Regions from separate parts of the Mus musculus genome. Here region 2 is linked to region 1. Evidence: chromatin contacts called from public promoter capture Hi-C data. All regions are on one chromosome and are shown on one strand. The core of a region is the stretch at or near the end of the contact, and the rest is flanking DNA. Distances in the headings are between cores, read along the strand shown.

The links. Capture Hi-C pulls out chosen DNA fragments and counts their contacts.
Region 2: a contact with region 1 is called in a promoter capture Hi-C map of liver. The contact joins the promoter of Rhot1 here to the promoter of Crlf3 in region 1. A contact is called at or near these places in 11 of 39 promoter capture datasets (the 3T3-L1 cell line, 3T3-L1-derived adipocytes, embryonic stem cells and 5 more), 2 of 15 datasets of contacts at CTCF or cohesin (CD8 T cells and the NIH/3T3 cell line), 28 of 484 Hi-C or Micro-C datasets (CD4 T cells, Sertoli cells, Th1 cells and 14 more), 15 of 115 datasets of contacts at active chromatin or transcription factors (the HPC-7 cell line, the SCID.adh cell line, bone marrow-derived macrophages and 5 more) and 3 of 9 other capture datasets (adipose tissue, liver and pancreatic islet).

Annotation. Positions count from the first base shown.
Region 1 is chr11:80,078,609-80,083,664 of GRCm38.p6, forward strand. Crlf3 (cytokine receptor-like factor 3) reads right to left here and starts at 2,383. Exons shown (of 8, transcript NM_018776.2): 1 at 2,176-2,383. The coding sequence starts at 2,304.
Region 2 is chr11:80,206,255-80,211,141 of GRCm38.p6, forward strand. It overlaps Rhot1 (ras homolog family member T1), which reads left to right and starts at 2,797. Exons shown (of 19, transcript NM_021536.8): 1 at 2,797-3,069. The coding sequence starts at 2,994.

The DNA.
Region 1 (5,056 bases), core at 1,133-3,632:
CCAGTAAGTCTAAAGCACTGGATTCCATCACCAACACAATGGATAAAGAAATAATAAGTAAATGTAAAATGAAAGAATATAAGTTTAACTTTCCTTTTCAGGGCTGTAGATCGATTAGGCAAGTATCACGGAGCCATAATCATACATCTAGGTTTGGCAAATGAACATCTAACTATCTAGGGTGGGAATCACTCAAAAACTGCACTCAACACACACACAAGACATTAATAAGTACTACACCCAGTGCTTACCTCATTCTTCTAGTGCCAACCCTAATGCCTCTTAATTGCTGAGGGAGCTGAACAACAGCCATGCTCGTGTGTAAGATATATGAACTGGCTGACACATTAGTCATTTATTACAGGGTACTTTAGCCAAGAATGGTGGAAACATGCCTGTTATCCCAGTACTCCAGAGGCTGAGGCTGGAGGATTTCCAGCTGTTGCCAGCCTTGGTTGGCTACATGGTGAGTCCCAGGATAGCCTTGGCTACTTAGCAAGATCTTGTTTGTTTGTTTGTTTTAAAAAAAAAGGAGATGGCTCAGTGGTTAAGGGCACTGATTGCTCTTCCAGAGGTTTTGAGTTCAATTCCCAACAACCACATGGTGGCTCACAACCATCTGTAATGGGATCTGATGCCCTCTTTTGGTGTGTCTGAAGATATCAACAGTGTGCTCATATATAAAAAAATAAATAAATTTAAAAGAAAAAAAAAAACCTGAGTGGTGGAGGCTAGCAAATATTTGAGTTCAAGGCCAGCCTCGTCTACAAAGCAAGTTCCAGGACGGTCAGAGCTACACAGAGAAACCCTGTTTCAAAAAAAATAAATGAATAATTAAAAAATTAAAATTTAAAAATGTTCGAGGGGGTGGTGTGGGAGGTGACTAAGATAAAATACACTGTATGCATACATGAAATTCACAGACTAAGCAGTACTATATAAAAGAGGGTATTTTAAACCTTTTTTTTTTAAATCCTAGATTTTCAACATTTATTTCAAAATAGCAGAAGGAATAATGCAGATTCTTTCCAAAGGAAATCCAGATGTCTGCATTGGAAGACCTTGAAAGTATTCACCAAATCAGGTTTAAATCATAAGTCGTATCTGGATTCTGATCCTAGTTCTAGCTCAACTGTTGATGCCTGGCCTACACCAGCTCTAGAGAGGTTTAAATTATTAGCAATGACAATATTCGAAGATTATCGCAGCACTACTTCACCATTTTCTGCTTCGGCACAGCAGCACTGGAGTTACCAGTGTGACGGTACCCTACAAAACTAGGCCTAGAGAAATTCTAATGAATTTCCATTTCCTCAAAAAGCATTAACTAAAGCACTTAATAGTAATGTGAGGATTATCTATCTTATCTAGCATTAGCAGGGGCTTATATCTTTTTCTGTATACCTTTGAGAGTGGAGAGGAGCCATGTGGCTTTCCGCTATCTCTGTTCGACCTTTCCTTGTGGAGAGATAACTGCAGTACTTGAAAGTGTATTTAGCCTCTTCTATTACCAGTCCTCTCTTAAAATCTGTTTTTCCATTTCCCTTCACCTTTGTATACCCTCCCTGAAACATCTTGTTTTGCTCCTTCTGCCCTTCAACATCCTTCACCTTCAGTTCTAGCCTGTCTAGAGATTACTCTAAAAGGTTGTTCAAGGCGTTCGGGATCTTGTGAGATGTTCAAATAACAACCCCCCCCCCCCCCCGTCCCCATTCATTCGGCATTAAGGTCACTGCTGCTCAACCTCTCCATTTCTCCTTACTTCTTCCCTCTCCCTCTACTTCGTCTCCACCTTTACTGTCCCCAGGTCAGTGCCCTCAGGCTTTCTAAACCGAGTTATCTGTCGCAGGTTTCCCCTGACTATGCCCTCTTCCTCCCAACTCTCTTTTCCGATCTTCACTCTGCGATCCCTCGGGTTTTGCTCCCGTGGTTCATCCTCGGACACCACCCCTACGCTCACCAAGTGCCCCGCGAGGCGGCTCAGGAGCGCTCCCCAAACTCTTTCTCAGTCCGCCAAACTTATCTTTCCCTTGAAGAACTCTGCAGGACCCACCTCCCCATGTCACGTCTCCCACAGGTCTGCGACCCACTTCCTCTGCTGAGCCTCGGGGCGCCCCCGCCGCGCGCGCCCACCCTCCGGCCCGCGCCCTCTAAGGCCCGCAGCGGCCCTCCGACCTGCCTCTGCGCCTCCCGCAGCCCCTGCAGCCGCTGGCCCAGCTCCCGCCGGTAGCTCTGCGCCGCCTCCACGTTCTCGCGGGCTTCCTGAAGCAGCACCTCGGGCTCCGGCTCCATCGCGCCCTTCATCTGGTCGCGCGGCCCGCCGGATTCCCGACTGCGCCTAGCTCCCGCGAGCGACCCCGAGCGGCCTCGCGCAGCGGAAGCGCCGCCCCGCCCTGCCCTGTCCTTCACGCCCCGCCCCCGCTGCCGCTTGATTGACAGACGCCGGGGGGTGGGGGTGGGGGGGACACAGGCACTAATGGCGCCTTGGTCTGAGTGAGTGAAACCTGCTGCGCCGTCTGCTCAGCTCCTCCTCCGGCCTCTTTGCTGCGCCCGCCTGGACACTTCCTCAGGAAACAAGTGGAGGCTAGAGTAGAAACACGTGAACACGTCTCTAAGTGCTTCCCACTTCTTATCTTACTGCACTACTTATCTGCCCTGCACAGTGGAGGAAGTGGAGGGACACAGAGGGGGGATCTACTCTCCTAAACTCAGTGCATGATCTCCAGGGCCGAGGCTACAGCTCTGGGCCTTAAATCGTCGCTGTACTACCTTCCTAGTAAATGCCAGCTGAGGCGGGAATTTTGGGAGGATACTTGACCCAGGCGCCACTACCTAGATACTCTTAGGAGGGAGGTGAAAGAGAGAGAGAGGCCCAAGTGATGACCAGCTGTACAGCAATCTTGGCAGAAGGCCAAGGCGAATGATGGCACGTTTTCTTCGGTAAGGGCCTCCCGATAAATATCTGCTGGCATGTGATAAAGTGTATGTTTCGCTGTATTAAGTAAATGGGTGTGACCATGTATAGTAAAAACAAGAGGAGCCGCTTGCTCCTGTGTTTCAGCCCTAAGAGAGGCCGGGGAAGGAGGGTTGCTTGGAATGGGGAGCAAAAAAGGCAGATTGGACAACAAGGATGTAAAAATAAACCTTTCAATACAGAATTTTAGATATGGCATAATAACTTTCACGTGTCACAACATGGTCTTTGTAATTTTCCCCCCAAACTATTAAAACGGTAAAAAGTGATCTGCTGAAAAGCCACACTAAAACTGGTTGGATTTGAGTCCTTAAATGAGCCATAAGCCCAAGGTGTGTAAATTGTCCTCAGCAGGATCAGACACGGTACAGGATTGTCTCAGGATTATGCAATGGATCTGTATTAGAGGCCAGATCGAAGATGTTCCAGGTCAGACTGTTCTTCCCACATGGGCGAAACATAGGGGCATACCCTCTACTCCCAGCTCTTGGGAAGATCTGGAACTCAGAACAGTTATCTGGTTGTTACGTAGTGAGTCTGGGAGAAACGTGAGTGATATAAAACACTGTCTGGAAAAAAAAAAAAGACACTTTCAAAAGTAGGGAGGGGGAGTTCCAGGCCAGCCTGGTCTATAAATAAATAAATAAATAAATAAAGTGGGGAGGGGAAGGAAGAGAGGAGAAGAAGAAATAAAAGAATACTTGAAAATAAGGAAAACAGCTGGGCAGTGGTGACAAACCCCTTTAGTCCCAGCCAGTGACAGGTAAATCTTTTGAGTTTGAGGCCTAAAGACTGAGTTCCACAATGGCCAGGGCTACACAGAGAAACCGTAATCTTCAAACAAACAAACAAACAAAAAATGAATAAATAAAATAAGAAAGTAAAGAAAATAGAAGGAAGCCCTTTTGAAAGAAAAATGGAGAGAGTGGCCAGAAGAGCTGTTTTTATCCTAAAGATAACATAGCCTAATACTTAGTAAATAGTTGGTATCTGCTAAATGAATTAAGGCATTAACCATGCGAGTAGAAAACAGTAGGACAAAGTAGGAAAGACAAACTTAAGGATAGGAGTAGGAGGAGAGTCTAATAAATATATGGACAAGAGTTGCTGAAAAGATAGAACAGAATACTATATTTGCAGGTAAAGTTTGGAAGGAACTACAGAGATGCCTCAGTGGTTAAGAGCTTTGATTGTTCCTCCTGGGGAGCCAGGTTAGATTCCCAGCACTGACATGGTAACTCAGGACTGTCTCTGATTCCAGTCATGGGGAATCTGACCGTCTTTTCTGGCTTTTGAGAGTACCAGGCATACACATAGTGCACATACATACATGCAGGCAAAACACTCATAAAATAAAATAAAAATCATGTTTTGGGGCTGGAGAAATGGCTCAGCGGTTAAGAGCACTGACTGCTCTTCCAGAGGTCCTGAGTTCAATTCCCAGCAACCATATGGTGGCTCACAACCATCTGTAATGGGATCTGATTCCCTCTTCTGGTGTGTCTGAAAAACAGCAACAGTGTACTCACAAAAATAAAATAAATAAATCTTTAAGAAAAAAAAATCATGTTTTAATGATCAAGGGCCAGCCAGGCAGTAAGGGTACATGTCCTTGATCCCATCACTCAGGAGGCAGAGGCAAGTGGATTTCTCAGGTTCAAGGCCAGCCTGGTCTACAGAGAGAATCTTGGGGGGGGGGGGGAGCAAGGGCCTCAGAGTGCAGGATAAGCACTACCTTAGCCAGGCATGTTGACATAAGCCTGTGATGCCAGCACTCAGAACACTGCTGAAGTAGCAGGCTCCATTGAGGCCAGCCTGGGCTACATATATAGCATGCTAGGCCAGTCTGAACTACCCACTAAGATCATATTTCAAACAGCCAAGAGTTATGCTACTAATGTAGCTCAGAGGTAGAGTGTTTGCTTAGTGTCTTAACTACTGTTCTATTGCCATAGAGACATCACGACTAAGGCAACTCTTATAAAAGAAAGCATTTAACTGAGGGCCTCCTTATACTTTCAGAGGGTTAGTCCATGATCATCATGGCAGGGAACTGTGGCAACAGGGAGGCTGGCATAGCAC
Region 2 (4,887 bases), core at 1,547-4,046, 130 kb after region 1:
GTGATTAATGATCTGGTCTTTGTGTAACTTTTTTTTTTTTTAAAGAAAAGTTTTGGGCCTTGGAAAATGGCTTAGTGGGTAAAGAAGTAAAGACTTGAGTTCAGATTCTCAGCACCTACATAAAAAGTGCCACGTGTGTGTGCTGACGGTGGAGGGTGCAGGGGTGTAGAGACAGGCAAATCCTGAGTGGCTTGCTGGCCAGGCGGTTTAGCCGTATCAGTGAGTTCTAGCTTTAGTGAGAGACCCTCTCTCAAGCAAAACCAAGGTGGACAGTGATGGAGGAAGGCTTCTGACTTCCAATAGCATGAGAAGGGGTATGTGTTTGCATTAAACACACACACACACATGCACCACACACTAAATAAACACATCTTTTTTTTTTGGTTTTTGTTTTTCAAGAGATGGATTCTCTGTGTAGCCCTGGCTGTCCTAGAACTTGCTCTATAGATCATGCTGGTCTTAACCTCACAGAGATCTGCCAGCCCCTGTCTGTTGAGTGCTGAGATTAATGGCATGGGAGATATCCCCAGCTAAAATTCTGTATGATACATTATTCAGATACAAAGCACAATCTCTGACTTACTGTGATTTGACTATTTATTTATTATTGCTGACCTGTTTTGAGTCAAGGTCTCTTTATGTAGTCTTGGCTGGGATGGAACTATTTTTTTTTCTTTTTTAAAAACATTTTTATTTATTTTATGTATGAGTGCTCTACCTGTATATACACTTGCATGCCAGAAGAAGGCATCAGACCCTGGTATAGATGGTTGTGAAACACCATGTGGTTGCTGGGAGTTGAACTCAGGACCTTTGGAAGAGCAGGCAGTGCTCTTAACCATTGAACCATCTCTCCCAGACCCTGGAGTAGAACTCTTTTAAGAAATCAGCCTGTCTCTGCCTCCTGAGTACTGGGATTAAAGGCACCTGTCACCACTTCCAGCTATATTAAAAAAGAAATCTATAGTAGTGTCAATTGTTTCTCTATCTTTTGGCTAAAATGTATCATAGTGCCAAAGTGATAACATGGTTAATAGAATTGTATTTCACAATTTTTGATGCCTTTCTGGGCTAGTAATAGGCAGGACAGCAGCAGCAAGTGTCTCTCAGCTGTGTGATCAGGAAGATAAACTACTGTGTTATTTAAATGTGGTGCTTGGAAGGTTACTAGATTACTAGATTTCTGTTTATAGTGGGTTTATCTGGTGGTGATTCCATCAGAAAATAGTGGAACATTTAAATATTACTTCATGAGGTTGCTCCAAATATTTATGCAAGGAAGGGTCTGACATCTTCATTTGGTAGAGAAGAAACAGGCAGAGGGGCCATGAGTCCTCTAGAGTCCTGTAATCTTCTTTGCAGCTACCGTCCTAGGGACATCTCCCTGTGAACAAGAGGTGTGCCTTCACCCCCTGTTGTATCACGGAGTGGGGTTTTGTTGCTTGTTTGAGACAGGGTTTCATTGGGTAACTCAGGTTGGCTCTCAACTAGTGGTCCTGCTTCAACCTCTTGAATACTGGGATGGTTTATATCACCACACCAGCTTTCCCAGGCACTTTTTAAGAAAGGGTTTCCTTCTATTTCTGTCTGTCTGTTTTTTTGTTTGTTTGTTTGTTTTTTGAGACAGGATTTCTCTGTATAGCCCTGGCTGTCCTGGAACTCACTTTGTAGACCAGGCTGGCCTCGAACTCAGAAATCTCCTGCCTTTGCCTCCCAAGTGCTGGAATTAAAGACGTGTGCCACCACCGCCTGGTGGGCATGAAATATCTATGTGTGGATAAGAATAGCTTTGATGGCTTAATCTTCTTGCCACCACCACTTTCAGGTTTGAAATACCATGGCTCCTTAGGTCTCACCCTAAAGCCCAGGCTGGCCTCAGATTCATGGCAATCCTTCTACTTCATCTTCCCAGATGCTGGGATTACAGGCATGAGCTATCACGCCCTACTTTTTTTTTTTTTTTTTTTTTTTGGTTTTTCGAGACAGGGTTCCTCTGTGTAGCCCTGGCTGTCCTGGAACTCACTTTGTAGACCAGTCTGGCCTCGAACTCAGAAATCTGCCTGCCTCTGCCTCCCCGGTGCAGGGATCAAAGGCGTGCGCCACCATGAAAAAAAAGCCCGGTTGTCGGCCTTTTTTTTTTTTTAAGCAATTTCTTGGGCTGTGATATAGTCTCGGGTAAAAGTGCTTTCTGTTCAGGCCTGATGACCTGAGTTTGACCCCTGGATCCAAAGTGCCTCTAAGAGCTGGCTTGTGCCATAATGTCAGCCAAGTACCAATTCTTGAGGACTGTCCTCTGACCGCCACATACTCACCATGGAAGATACTCAAACGCACGTGTCATACACAAATATACAGAATAATACATTTTGAGGGGGGGAAAACAGGTGATGGGCTCTGGGGAGTGTTCACACCCTGGGAGCCAGTAACCTTGTTCAATAAAGCATTTTTGAAAGGTAAGTCCAACAGTGTGAACACAGCTGAAAACCAGGTAGGCAGGTCTCTTGCCCTCCTGGACATTATCGTTTAGTGAAGAAATCTCCGATTCACGACCAAGCTCCTGCTGCGTGACCCTGGACTCTTCTGTTCTTGTTCTGTAAAACAAGTGGGCTCTGACTGTTCTGACCAAGGAATCTGTCACTTACATCCTCTGGCAGTGTTCAGACTGTGGCAGGCAAACCTCCGGGGTTTTGCGCTACCGTCTGCCTTCCTGCAGGGGCGCTGTTCAAGATACGAGAGCGTTGAGGTTCCGAAAGCTCTTGTCCCTCGCCGCCCGCCGTCGTCCTCGCCGCCGCCGCCGCCCGCGTCCGCGGAGCCGGAGGAGGCGGAGCTGGCTTGCCCCGGCTCCCAAGCGGAGCGGTAGAGGAGGAGTCGGTGCGGCAGGTCCTGGCGGCCGAGATTCGGGCGCAGAGGCCGCTAAGGCTGGCAGGGAGCGGCGGTATCGCGGGGAGAGCGGCGCCACGGGCTGGACGCTCCCGGCGTGAGGCGTGCGCTCCATGCGTGCGGGCCGAGTGCGGCCCCTGCGAGCCTCCGACATGAAGAAAGACGTGAGGATCCTGCTGGTGGGAGAACGTGAGTCCGCGCCCTGCCCGGCCTCGCAGCCCGGGTGCCCTCTCCAAGCCTGCCAGCCCCTTTGCTCTTCCCTACCGTGGCCCTCTGCTCCTCGCAGGCCTTGTCCCCCTTCAGTCCCTAACGCCCGGTCCTCTCGCTGCGAAAGCTGTCGCCGTCGCCACCACCTCCTCGAGTTCTTTCCTCTTGGGCCTCAGCGTTTGTCGGGCCACCTCCCGTCCGACCCTCTGGTCGCCTGTCAGTCACTCATTGCCAGGCAGATGTTGGAACAGGCAGACTGAGCACTTGGGACTGCGGGAACCGGCTGGCGGGGGACACTAGGGGGAGGAGGAGTGCAGAAGTAGTCGACTTGGGAGCAAGGTCAGGTCTCTGGAATTTTTTTTTTTTTTTTTTTTCACTTGCTGCCTTCACTGCTACTGTGCATGGGCATTAAGAGAGAGCGTTGGCTTGCTTGAGTAAGTAGCTCAGTAGTAGAATTCTAGCATGCATAAAAACCTGGATTCAGTCTCCAGCACCAAGAAGAAAAAAAAGAGCTTAAGATAGCGGGATTTTTTAAAAATTAGATTTTTTTTTTTTTTTTTTTGCCGTACTTGTGTCGAACAAACTCCTTCAAGTTAATAATATGAGTATTGAGTGAACGATACTTAACTAGGGAGGGATCTTTAGATGGGGCGATTGTTACCCTAAAAGTCTTAATTTTCGCTCCTTGTTAGACATTCCATAGTTCTGTAGTAGTTCTTTTAATAAGAGCAGGCATATAGGGCTTCCGAACAGGCACATGTTCCCATGCTCTTTAAAGATAGATCTCACTTTTTTCCTGGTAAAGAAGACAAAACAACAAAAACAACGCTTTTGCTGGCTGATAGGAATGCAGTATAGAGCAGGGATTTCTGATCTTACTGCGAGGTACATGACTTAATCATGGCAACTAAGTTAAAAAGAGGGGTTCATTAGTTCATGTTTTGCCATTGCTGATTTGAAGCATTCTATTATAAACCACTCAATTATATCTTTAAGTAGCCTCTCTAGGTCGCTGTGATACATTCCTAAGGAGGAAAGTGTACATATTAAGAAAAAAAAAACAATTTTGGGGGGGTGGGGTAGGGTGTGCTCTTAGGGCCCAGACAGAGCAAGTCAGATCCCTCGGAGCTAGAGTTACAGGTGGTTTGAGCCACCAGACTTGGGTTTTCTGCTTTTAACCACTGCAGCCCCAAGTCTGCTGGCCTCAGAAAGGGGCGGGAGGGGAGGAAACGACTGTGGACTGTTGATCCGTGTAGCTGTAGCAGCTTTTGGGAGAACTCTAGTCAAAATTGGGAACTAAGCTCCCGTGAAGCATAGTTTGCTTTTTTATTTTCAGTTATGGGTTTTTGGCCTTATTTATAATGGTATCTTACTCTTTCTTTTGCATCAAGTTCTCTAACAGTAAAGGAAGACATTATTTAAGGCATGGTTGGTGCTGATACATTTGGGGGAAAATTAGGGAAAGTGAGCAGGTGACCCCTTAATTGTATTTTCTAAAAGTCTAATGCTTTTTAAAACTCAATTTGTAAAAAAGATATTTTGGATTTGGTGTTCAATATAGGAACCGATGATACAGCATTAGTGTATAGACTGAGTAGAAATGCTATACATGCTGGGCGTGGTGACGCATGCCTTAATTCCCAGCACTGGGGGGGTGGGGAGGGGGGCGGGCTACAAAGTGAGTACCAGGACAGCCGGGGCTACACAGAGAACCCTGTCTCGAAAAAAAAAAAAAAAAAAAAAAAAAAGAAGTGCTGTACATATGTCAGATTCAGTGGCACCGTAGGACATTTTACATTA